Regions from separate parts of the Oryctolagus cuniculus genome. Here region 1 is linked to region 2. Evidence: chromatin contacts called from public Micro-C data. All regions are on one chromosome and are shown on one strand. Each heading gives the region's core, a stretch centred on a gene start, on an enhancer-like site or on the middle of the called end of the contact. The rest is flanking DNA. Distances are from core to core; before and after follow the strand shown. Region 1 holds the start of LRRC1 (leucine rich repeat containing 1). Region 2 has its middle 110 kb from the start of MLIP.

Region 1 (5,268 bases), core at 1,519-4,018, 170 kb after region 2:
GATCTTTCAGAGGAAAGAACGTAGCTGTCATTCTCCTGGCCTGGAGAGAGGATCTGACTTTGCTGTCGGGGTAGGGGGTGCAGGCTTCCGCCTTGGCTGTGCTTCCAAACAAATTACAGGAGGAGAACACACAGCTGGTACGGCCGTCTGTCAGCAAGAGAGACTCACAGGTGATGGGGCAGGTAAGGAAATGTGTTTGGGGAAGTGGCAGGGCAGTGATGAGCAGTGGTAGTGCATTACAACAACTGACCTCAGAGCCAAAACAACAGATAGCTCTCGAAAACAATGTGAATGGAAGGAGCAACTGTGATTGCCAGGTGTCTGGCATGTACACACCCAGGCACCCAGACGGGGGAAAAACAGGTAGACTTTACACAACCTAAAAATGTTAATACTAATTTAAGAGCTGTGAAAGTAGTAATTACTCCCCAAACAAGACCATCTCTAGCCTTTGAAAAGCTTGCTTATTTACTGTTTTTACAGAGTGCCATCAGACTGTATTCTGAGTCTTTGAGAAGTTTCTATTTACAATCGTAGAAATACCTGGCACTTCCAAAACCCCGAATTTCCCATGCCAAATTGAATTCCCCAACACTACAAGAAAACCCAGCAACTGCAGAAAGGAAAGAAAGGCTAATCCAGTCAAAGGAAATCCTCCAGTTCCACAAAAGAAAACAAACAAATACCACAACCAGCACGGAAACATCTCTAGCTGAATAACACACTCGATCTTTAATAACTTCATGCTGAAGCCCTTAAAAAGTATTAAATTACACGTTCTATATTTCAATGCCTAAAATTACACAACTTAAAGCAGTTGAGTGAGCTTAGGACTTAAGTCAAACTTAAGGAAGCAAAAGGCCAGTGAAAACCATGTGTTTGAAAATGTCTGCAAAATAATAAATGCCTGAGGGAACTGGATGGCTTTTCTGCTTCTAAAATAAATAAAGCCCGGTAGAGGGGCGGGAAGAGGTGATTTGCAAAGATCCTAGTGAGGATAATCTATGTGATTACACAGAGCAAACCATCCAATCAATTCCACATGAACCAAGGAAAGTTAATCCAAGAACAGCAACAGTACTTGAAACGATGAGGGAAAACATACAGTGCTGACTTTTCACACACTGTCAGCGCTGAAGAACATGTCAGGTCACTCTAACTTGCCAGAACGAACCACTCCTGTCTGTGAAAATGGCTTGGATTGTGTTAACTAAAGGACAAGCAAGATGTTTCGTTCGGGCCTTTCAGATCCCCTCCCCGACTCCCAGAAGCCTCCCTACTTCCTGCACACCTTTCGGTTACTTTCTACACGCTGACTTCCTGCACACACACTACCTTCCTCCTTAAGGGTGAGTAAAGCTTCGGTCCCCAGTCAAACTCGAAGGTCAGAAAGAAGTCCGCAGTCCCCTGACCCTCTATAACACCACAATCAGCACAGGTCCCCTCAACAGGTTGGGCCGCGGTAGAATGATAAACAACTCCTGCGAGGTAACGCATCGCTGCCAGGACACAAGGCAGCAGGCTGAACGTGGCTGCTCCAGGAGAGGCTGCGGGCAGAGCCTCTCGGCTGACGTTCATCGCCGCTCCTAGCACGCAACAGGTCCACGCAGGCAGGCCCCCAGCGGCGGGCATCGGGGGCACCCACCTGCCCGCAGTTCCCCAGGCCCGGCTCTGCCCCTGCCCCCTTACGTCGCGTCCTCCAGAGGACCACGGCAGGCCGGCCCAGCTACAGCTCTCCTGAGCACAGCCCACCCGCGATAAGGCCTGGGAGCACATTCCTCCCCAGATGCCGAGATAGTGCGGCTCACCTGCGCCTGCCCGGGTCTCAAGGTCCTCTAGGACTTACTCGGCCAAAGGGGGGGCGCGCCCCGGCAAGGGGTCGGGGACATACCGGGGCGAAGAGGCCCGCCCCCGGGGACGAGATGTGGCGTTCGGTAGCCTCCGGCTAGCTGGAAACTGCCCCAACCACCAGGCTTCTCACCTGCCCGGACACAAGTGCCGGGTGTTAAGACCTAGACGAGTATCTAAGCTACTTGATAGCCCACCAAAACGTTTCTCCGATCGCACAGGCTCTAGTGACTACTCGGAAAACATCGTATAAAAACGGAAAAGAACTTTCACTGGGGGAAGGATGGGAGTAGAGACGCCAGGGGGGAAAGGAGCAGGTGAATGCAGCAGAGGGTTCCAGCACGCCCCGAGGGCAGGCCGGGGTCTGCAGGTGGGAGAGGGCGCTGGACGGGAGGAGAAGGGAGAGGAGCTACAAGGGCCGGCCGCGCTGCCCGCAGGTGAGGCCGGACACTCACCTCAGGCAGCTCGCGGAGCTGGTTGGCGTCCAGCAGCAGCTCCTCCAGGCTCCGGGCGTAGCGGTAGATCTCCTCGGGGACGTAGACCAGGGAGCAGTGGCGCTTGTCGATGGTCTCCACATGACGGTTGCACCGCCACAGGGGGATGCAGTGGAACATCGCCGCCCCCACCGCCGCCAGGTCCCGAGCCGCGCAGACCCGGGGGCTCCGAGCCCGCTCTACCCGGCGGCTCCGCTCCGCTCCGCCCGCTGCCCGCTCCGCGCTCGTTGTTGGCTCTCAGGCTCGCTCACTCCCCGCGCCGGGTTCCGCAGTACGAAACGCTCCAAGGAACCCTGGGCGGGCGCCCCTGTCGCGCCCCAGAGCCCCCGCCCGCCAGCCAGCCGGTGCGTCCCCTCCCACCCTCCAGTCGCCGCCGCAGCCGCCGCCACCGCGCGAAGCTTCCGACTCGCAGCCACCGCGCGCCTTGCGCATGCGCGCTGCGGGGTGCGCGCCGAGGGCGTCTCCCCTCCCGGGGATGCTCCGCTCCGGGTTTTCCTAGAGACCTGGGTCTGGAGGGGGTCGGGAAACCTGTAGGTCGGCCGCTGGGCTGTCCCCAGACTCCGGCCCGGACTTCGGGTAGCGTCGGGCTTTTTTGAGCCAGGGAGTCTCTGAAGGGGCTCAAGGCAAAGTTGAGGCGGCCTGAGGGGAGGAGGACAACTTTGATTTTTAGTTTCACTCAACTCGCTGTCTTCTCACCTCCCTTCCCCACAACTTTCTCTTCCGGGGTCAGAAAGGGGCACCCCATGCGGGCAGTGGGCGCCGCGAGGTGAGGCGGTCGGGTGGCTCACCTGCCGCTGAGGCACTCGTGTACTCGCGGCTCACAGCAGCCCCAGAGGGGCGAGCGGGCCACGTCCCCACCCGGGGCTCGGGCACCGCCTGCAGACTCCGCGGCCCGGGGAGCCGGTCTTCCGCAACCTTGGTTTTGTTCGTATACACAACACCAGGAAATCGCCCTGTCCATGCCACCAGGAGCGTGGGAGTCAGAGAGTGCGATTGTCCGCCAGGAGCCCACGTGCGGAAACGCGCCGCCGAAGCTGAGGCTGTGAGCCGAGGTCAGCCCAGCCGGACGTTGGCGCCTGGCGACTCGCCTGGGCTGGGGCGGAGGGAGAGGATGCCGAGTGAGCATCTTCCACCCGGCTTCTGCCTTTCTGCGATGACAGCCGTCCCTTACAAGGGCAATAGGCAGCCCTAGGAGTCGCTGGGGAGGACCTGGCAAGCTCGCTACTACCATTCTCTGGCCCCGGACCGGAACCCCGAACTGCCCTTATTCTGTAACCGTCTGCACCACAATCACCATCTCCGAATAACCAAACTCGCTTCTTCCCAAAGGGTTACCAGTCAAGGCCAGTCGCATGAATGCATGGTTTTGGGTGGGGGTGGGGAGGTCTCCTCCGACTCCCAGCCCGGCTAGCCCTTGTCCTAAAGTATACTCAAAGTTCCACCTGTGGCCCCTGCAGCGTCACCAGGCCGGCTCTCTCACACTCGCTCAGCCCCAGAGCTGCTATAGCTAAAATCTGGAGCCAGGGAATTCCCAATTCTGCAGAAGACTGAAAACGCCGAGCATGCTCAATGGCCAAGTTTGTCCTGAAACTAGTTTGCAAACTTTCCTGTCAGTTCGGCGATGGAGCGGTTTAGGAGGCAACGCTGAATCCTTTGGAATGTACTAGGAGCGTGCCTTTCTTCCCGACGGGTGAGGAGGGGTTCGGCTTTCCTTTCAACCCCACCGTTATCACCTCAAGTCTCATTCCAGTCAATCCCCAAGCTCCTGCTACCCTACCCACTTCACCCTCTCTTTTTGTCTGTCCTGATTTGATTCCTGCATTCTCAGGGAAGGCTACCTGGACTTTGAACCGCCACTCCTCCTCCCTCATTCTTGCATTCTGGAAACGTGTAAAGCCCTTTTTCTGCCACCTTTCTTGGAAAACTGGTTCCTAGCTGAGAGATGTCCAGAAAGATAAACAAGTCTTTTTTTTTTTCCAAGTTTTCCAACTGCTTTTAAATCAGGCTGACTTGCTCTGTTATCTAGTGTTGATTTCCAGAGACTGTCACACTAGATTATTTTAATAAATGCCAAAAGTTTTTTAAGGATATGTCTGGTCTTTTTAAAAAGTCCAACCTCAGACTGCATTCCCTGTGTGCCTCTCCAAGGTGCTAACACTTCTGTATTGTGATTATTTTTGTATCACCTTAGTCCCAAAGACACTGTGTGACTTGCTTTGTAGATCCAGGAAGCTGCCTACAGTGCCCTATGCTCACTAAATGACCCACAAAGTCTATAGAATTGACTGAGCAGTCAATGGAAGAATTCTTGACTTTCCTTGTTTCCGAGGATTAGAATTTGGGACAGTCTTGGCAAGAGAGAAAAAAAAAATGAAATCAACACTTGTCAAACATAGAATAAGAAATCAGTTAGGTCTGTCTTTTTTAAAAAAAAAAAGATTTATTTATTTATATAAAAAGCAGTTATAGAGGAGGAAGAGAGAGAGGTCTTCCATCTCCTTGTTCACTCCACAAATGGCTACAACGGCTGGAGCTGGCTGGAGCTGGGCCGATCCGAAGCCAGGAGCCAGGAGCTTCTTCTCACCCAAAGACTTAGGGCGTCTTCTACTGCTTTCCCAGTCCATAGCAAAGAGCTGGATCAGAAGTGGAGACTTGAACCAGTGCCCATATGGGATAGCACCACTGCAGGCAACTGCTTTACTCCCTAAGCCACAGCACTGGCCCCCACCAATTAGGTCTCTATTTACCTGAAGAGTTTGGAATTTCTTTTTTCCTGATATAATTTCTATATACAAATGAATCTGATTCAATAAGTATTAGAAGTCCATCTAGGGGGCAGCTCTGTGGCACCTCCACCTGCAGTGCCGGCATCCCATATGGGTACCAGTTCAAGTCCCATGCTGCTTCCTCTTCTGATCTAGCTTGC
Region 2 (5,464 bases), core at 1,937-4,436:
TTCGCTCGATTAGGATGGGATTCAAGTTTATATAAGTGGCTAAAGATATGGAGCAAAGTGGCTCTCCAATGGAGGAAGCTGTGAAAGCAAAAGGATCAGCGAGTAGCTGGAAGTGGGAGTTGCAACAGTAAAGTAAGGTATAGGGAAAGAAGTGTCCAGCATAGGCCTGGCATGGATCACTTAGTGGGGAACAGAAACTGGTGATGCACTTGTGACAGCCTGAATTTTCCTCCAAAGAAGACTGGCATTCAAACAGTATTGAAATGGGCTGCCTGCAGCATTTTACAAACCTTGCATCTCTTCCTGACAAAGAGTTTCAATTATGCAGCCCACACTCATGCAGTGCTGATGCTCAGCCAGGCCTATAACAGGAGTGGGACAGATGAGGGCTCCTGAGCAGTGTGAGAAGGGGATGTACCCAAGAATGTGTTGCAAAGCATCCCGATGCTGGCCGAGCAGCGTTGGTGGCAAAAAAGTAACAGGTTTCACCTATTGACTGAAGAAATCCCGGCAAACCTCATTTGTACAGGGCCAGATAGTAAATATTTCCAGTTTTTAAGGTCATTTGGTCTGTGTACATCAAAAACATGGGCTTGGCCAGGTTCCAAGAAAACTTTACAGTCAGTGGATCATTGTTTAGTGATCCATTGACTTTTTTTTTTTTTTTAACAGGCAGAGTGGACAGAGAGAGAGAGAGAGCGAAAGGTCTTCCTTTTGCCATTGGTTCACCCTCCAATGGCCAACGCAGCTGGCGCGCTGTGGCCGGCGCACCGCGCTGATCGGACAGGAGCCAGGTGCTTCTCCTGGTCTCCCATGTGGGTGCAGGGCCCAAGCACCTGGGCCATCCTCCACTGCACTCCCTGGCCATAGCAGAGAGCTGGCCTGGAAGAGGGGCAACCGGGACAGAATCCAGCGCCCCGACCGGGACTAGAATCTGGTGTGCCAGCGCTGCAGGCAGAGGATTAGCCTAGTGAGCCGCGGCGCCGGCCTAGTGATCCATTGACTTAATAATTTTAGTAAGAATGCTTTCAATGAAATTTAATGTCCTCAAAGCAAATCATGGCTCATAAAGGGGCATCATTTAAATAACAAGCACAACATTAAACATGTCCTAATAATGCACAAATTATTTCAAAATTATGAATGGTGAATGATTATTATTACTCAGATATCTAGGAAAATACTTTTATGATATATGTGTAATTTTTCTGTAGACACTAGAAAGTGATACTTTTTAAATTTAGGTACTTATCTCATATTAATATATATTTAAATTATGTATTGATCTATACATAACTATATGTTTCTAACAAGGACAAGGAGGGGGTTTGGGGAGACATTCAAATAAGCCAACTTCAGTCTCCTGAGGACACTAGTTGATTGTTGTGCTCCATGAAAAACACAGGTGATGTCTGGGCTCCTGAGGTTGGGAAGACTTCCTCCAGCAGCCCAGGTGTAAGGGCGGATTGTGGGTTTGCAGATCTGGGGCCTGCACAGCAGGCACAGACACACAGAAGAGCAAGACTTGTTCCTGCTCATTGGAAGCCCACAGTGTGTGGGCTGACATGCCACGGGGCAAGTCAGGAAGCGTTAATGTATTCTAACCACATCTGGCCATCAGCTCTTCCAGCTGTCCCCTTGGGCATTCACCCACAGGTAAGCATAGTTTCTACTTCTATTTGCATTTCCTCCTGTTCCCATTAGCTTGTCTATGAGGAGTCTTCAAAACATTCATGGAAAATGTGCATTATCTTTCAATTTCTGTTTTTCTGCATACGTTAACAAGAAGGGCCTGGAGGTCACCACATGGCTAAAAAGACCTAACTGCCCTAATGCCTACATTTGGAGCCACTGAGCACAGGTTTCAGGACACCAAAACATGCTGGCGATCATTGAAAACCTTCCAGGTACTATATTTGTCATCTAGTTTTCTAGAAAGTACTGAAATAGGTACTATTTCCAGTTTACAGATGAGTTGACTCAGACTTGGGGAAATTAAAGAAAATCTCTCAAGGAAGTGGCATTCAGTAAATGCCATAGCTAGAATTTGAACCCAGCTCTCAACTCCAAAGTTTCTGCTTCTTCCAATACGGTAATCAGGGGTTCTCTAGGCAGGGTTCCTCAGCTAGGGGTAGTACCATTAGCTCTTGGGAATCTGTTAGAAATGCAAATTCTTGGGTCTCAACCCAGACCTTCTGAATCAGACTCTGGAAGTGGGGCCCGGGAATCTGATTTACCATGGCCACCAGGTGATGGAGATACAAACAAGTTAGGAACTAGCACACAAGATTTACCATGGCCACCAGGTGATGGAGATACAAACGAGTTAGGAACTAGCACACAAGATTGCCTTCAAGACGAGGATATTGTGCATGCCAGGTCGTATGATACCGAGCCAGACAGGCTCTGTCACACCAAGGAGCCCAAACACACTGAAGGAGCTTAAGGTGGACACAGGGCAGCCAGAGAACTGATTTTTCTGTCCCTCCCACTGTGCTAGTTTTTAAAGAGTAAGGCAGTGCTATCATGAGTAGCTAGGAATAGAGGAAAAGAATCACTTCAAAGCTTCATATTTGGTTGTTGACACTTTTTTTTTTTTCTAAAAAACCTATGCACTACATGGATTTGCTAGATTTCAGATGTGGAATATAAGGTTAGGTCATTTGCCCAGGGTCAAGTTACCATAGGTGAAAACTCCTAGTTTTCCAAAGGATTGCTTCTACACAAATCCCAAGGGTATAACTTTAGACATGGGCGCACACTGAAATGAACACAGGAAGGGAACGGGGAGGCCATCAACAGCCAGCTGGCGCCTCACCTCACTGGTAATTTTTCTACACTGCACACCTTTCGGGTGTCAGGTAAGAACTTAACATAGACAAGGGTACTTAACACTCATCAGAGCGCTCTAAAATGCCTCTCCAGGTGCATCTGCCATCACACATGCAAAAAGAGGCACAGGTGGAGCAGGACAACTCCCCTGGCCATCTATGGCAATGCTCCTGACTTGCAGACATTAGCAAATGATTAAAACCAGGAGCAACCACAATCTAACAGACCCAGCCCACAGCTGGTTCTCGAAACTTCCCAACTAACGCCGAAACTCACCCCACCCATTATGCCTCTGGGCCAGTGGGCAGGACTAAAATTCAGGAAGAACACTCAATGCCCAGACAAGTAAGTGTGTTGTTTTGTTTTTCCAAGCAGTGCTGAGCGAGGTTTAAACAAACAAGCACTCACACCTACAGCCGAGGAAGGGCGGGAAGCAGCAGCCAGGTCTGTGAACGTGAACACAGGACACTTGGGATCCAGACAGGACTAAATCGTCTCGCAGGAGAGCCCATTTCCCACGACTACTTTCTTTAGATGCTTAGTGAAGGGCTGTTCACGGGGTACTTGGGCAACTTTTGGCAAGCTGTTTTTTTAAAACAATAAAACCTCATTATGATTTGTGAACGTACAAAAAGAGAAGCATTTATAGACTGAAGTCTCCGTGTGGGGTATCACCATTACACTCCACCACACACGAGCATTTTGAAACAGGAAAACTGCCTAACACCTTCTTTTCTATGACCAGGGTGGGACAGCCAATTTCAAATAAAATTAAGCACTGCTCAGTCACACAAGGTTTTTCCTCTTCCTGTTTTCTACTTCTTTGGATAAAAAGATAGATCCTACATGGGATCAATCATTATTTGTCAAATCTTTCAAGATAATGCTTTTTAAAAGGAGGATTTTTAAATAATAAATCATGAGTCACCTTTCTTATTCCCCCCAAAATGCATGAAGCTCAAGTTGTAGCCCCACAGATTTCCAAGGGTTCATTATCTGTTTTTCTCCAAGGGTAGGCTATTAAAGGTAGTGAGGATTAAAAAAAAAAATCATTCCTAACTAATTAGCTCACTCTAGAGCTAAGTGCCAATTTTTGAAACATGTTCATGCTGTCTCAGGGAGTCAGTTACTAAACTGTCACGTTGTTAATGTTGAAAGCCTGTCAATCTTTTCTGGTCACCCATTAACCAACTAAGTTATCGCCCAAGTTTCATGGTTTGTACATAGTTTGAGATGCTAGAGCAAAGACCCCAGGAACATTTCCATAACACCTAACCACAGGATCACGTGGCCATAGAGTGAAGACTGGCTGGTGGGAAGGCTGGAAGGTATAGAGTCAAGGCATTCGAAACCACAACTAGACACAAAGGCAGGCCCAACTCTGCATCAATTATGCACACCAGTCTTTGTCCCGATTCTGGGCCTGTATCACCTCAGTAAGTTAGAACAGAACCATTATTTCCATCATAAATCCAACTCTCGACATAATAACAGCTCTCACAGTATTTGGGCTGGGGTAGAGCAGCAACACAAAATAAAGGAATGGAGATCACAGACCAGTCCATGGGCGCAAGAATTTCAATTCCAAATCTGTCATGGTTTGATCTGAAACTACTTGAGTCTACTTTCCTTCGCAAATGGAGATGCCACGATCTACCTCTTAAGGTTGTTCTGGAATACGACTGTGCTCAGTTCGCTCACATTTATTGGGTGAAGCATAACAGTAAATGCTGAGAATGACCATTGTAACCGTACAGAACGGCAACTTATTTCCCGTTTATCAGTTACATTTTGATGTCTCAAAAGGAACGTGAACCAACCCAATCAGATTCTTCCCCAGTCAGAACTCAGGCCCTTTGTCTAAAATCAACGCCTGTTAGTGAGTGACTGTCCCTCTCACAGTTTAACTTTACATTGTCCTTCTATCCAACTGGCAGGCACAAAAATTCCTCCCAACCTTCCACACATCCTGCAGAACAAAAGTACCCAGATCAGGTTCTTCTGGTTGGTTTCCCTTTGCTGCCAGCTCTCTGCTTTTTAAAGAAAAAAAAAAAAAAGCAGCAAAATGGCAATGCAGTCTTCACTCCCCAAATCCGGTTGCACTTCATTTTGTTCAGTAGCTTTTTCTCTGTGGACATTTCCCGGTATCCTATACCTACTTGTTCCTTCTGATGCATAAAAGGCCTCACCGGCCTCACTTTGACTGAAAGCAGAACACAACAAAGGTAAAAAAGGAGAAAGGTACGAAATTCTGAGGTGACAGAAAGTAAGCACCATACACCAAAACCTAGAAGACTGAGGAGATGAGAAAGAAGGGGGCATGGAGGGAGGAGTCTCTTTTCTTAGCTGTTTAATGGTTTCTTGGTAGAAACCAGTTTTACCTTGAAGATAGCTGTCAGAAGTCCAGTTAAAATTAGGGGATTAACATGAGACCACCGGTAACCTCACCATTGAGCAAGTCTACCAAATTAATATTTCCCTTGTCCATTACATAACCCACGGATTGATATAAAACAATAAGGTGGGGGCCGGTGCTGTGGCGTAGTGGGTTAATCCTCTGCCTGCGGCACCGGCATCCCATATGAGCGCTGGTTCTAGTCCTGGCTGCTCCTCTTCCCATCCAGCTCTCTGC

The links. Hi-C and Micro-C count contacts between places; a contact is called where the count stands out from the background.
Region 1: a Micro-C map of ear pinna shows a contact between it and region 2, with 4 times the contacts expected there. The contact joins the promoter of LRRC1 here to the enhancer-like site in region 2. A contact is called at or near these places in 2 of 6 Hi-C or Micro-C datasets (ear pinna and embryonic fibroblasts).

Annotation. Positions count from the first base shown.
Region 1 is chr5:115,867,157-115,872,424 of mOryCun1.1, forward strand. LRRC1 (leucine rich repeat containing 1) reads right to left here and starts at 2,769. Exons shown (of 14, transcript XM_051855609.2): 1 at 2,304-2,769. The coding sequence starts at 2,462. It overlaps LOC108177436 (a long non-coding RNA gene), which reads left to right and starts at 2,794. Exons shown (of 3, transcript XR_007923262.2): 1 at 2,794-4,032.
Region 2 is chr5:115,695,160-115,700,623 of mOryCun1.1, forward strand. No RefSeq gene overlaps it. Among named protein-coding and RNA genes, the nearest start is that of MLIP, 110 kb to the left of the region's middle. Within about 2 kb of position 3,187, at least 2 of the 8 cell types and tissues checked have an H3K27ac peak or open chromatin away from gene starts, as enhancers often do. A contact at or near this core is called in ear pinna, where this site is marked.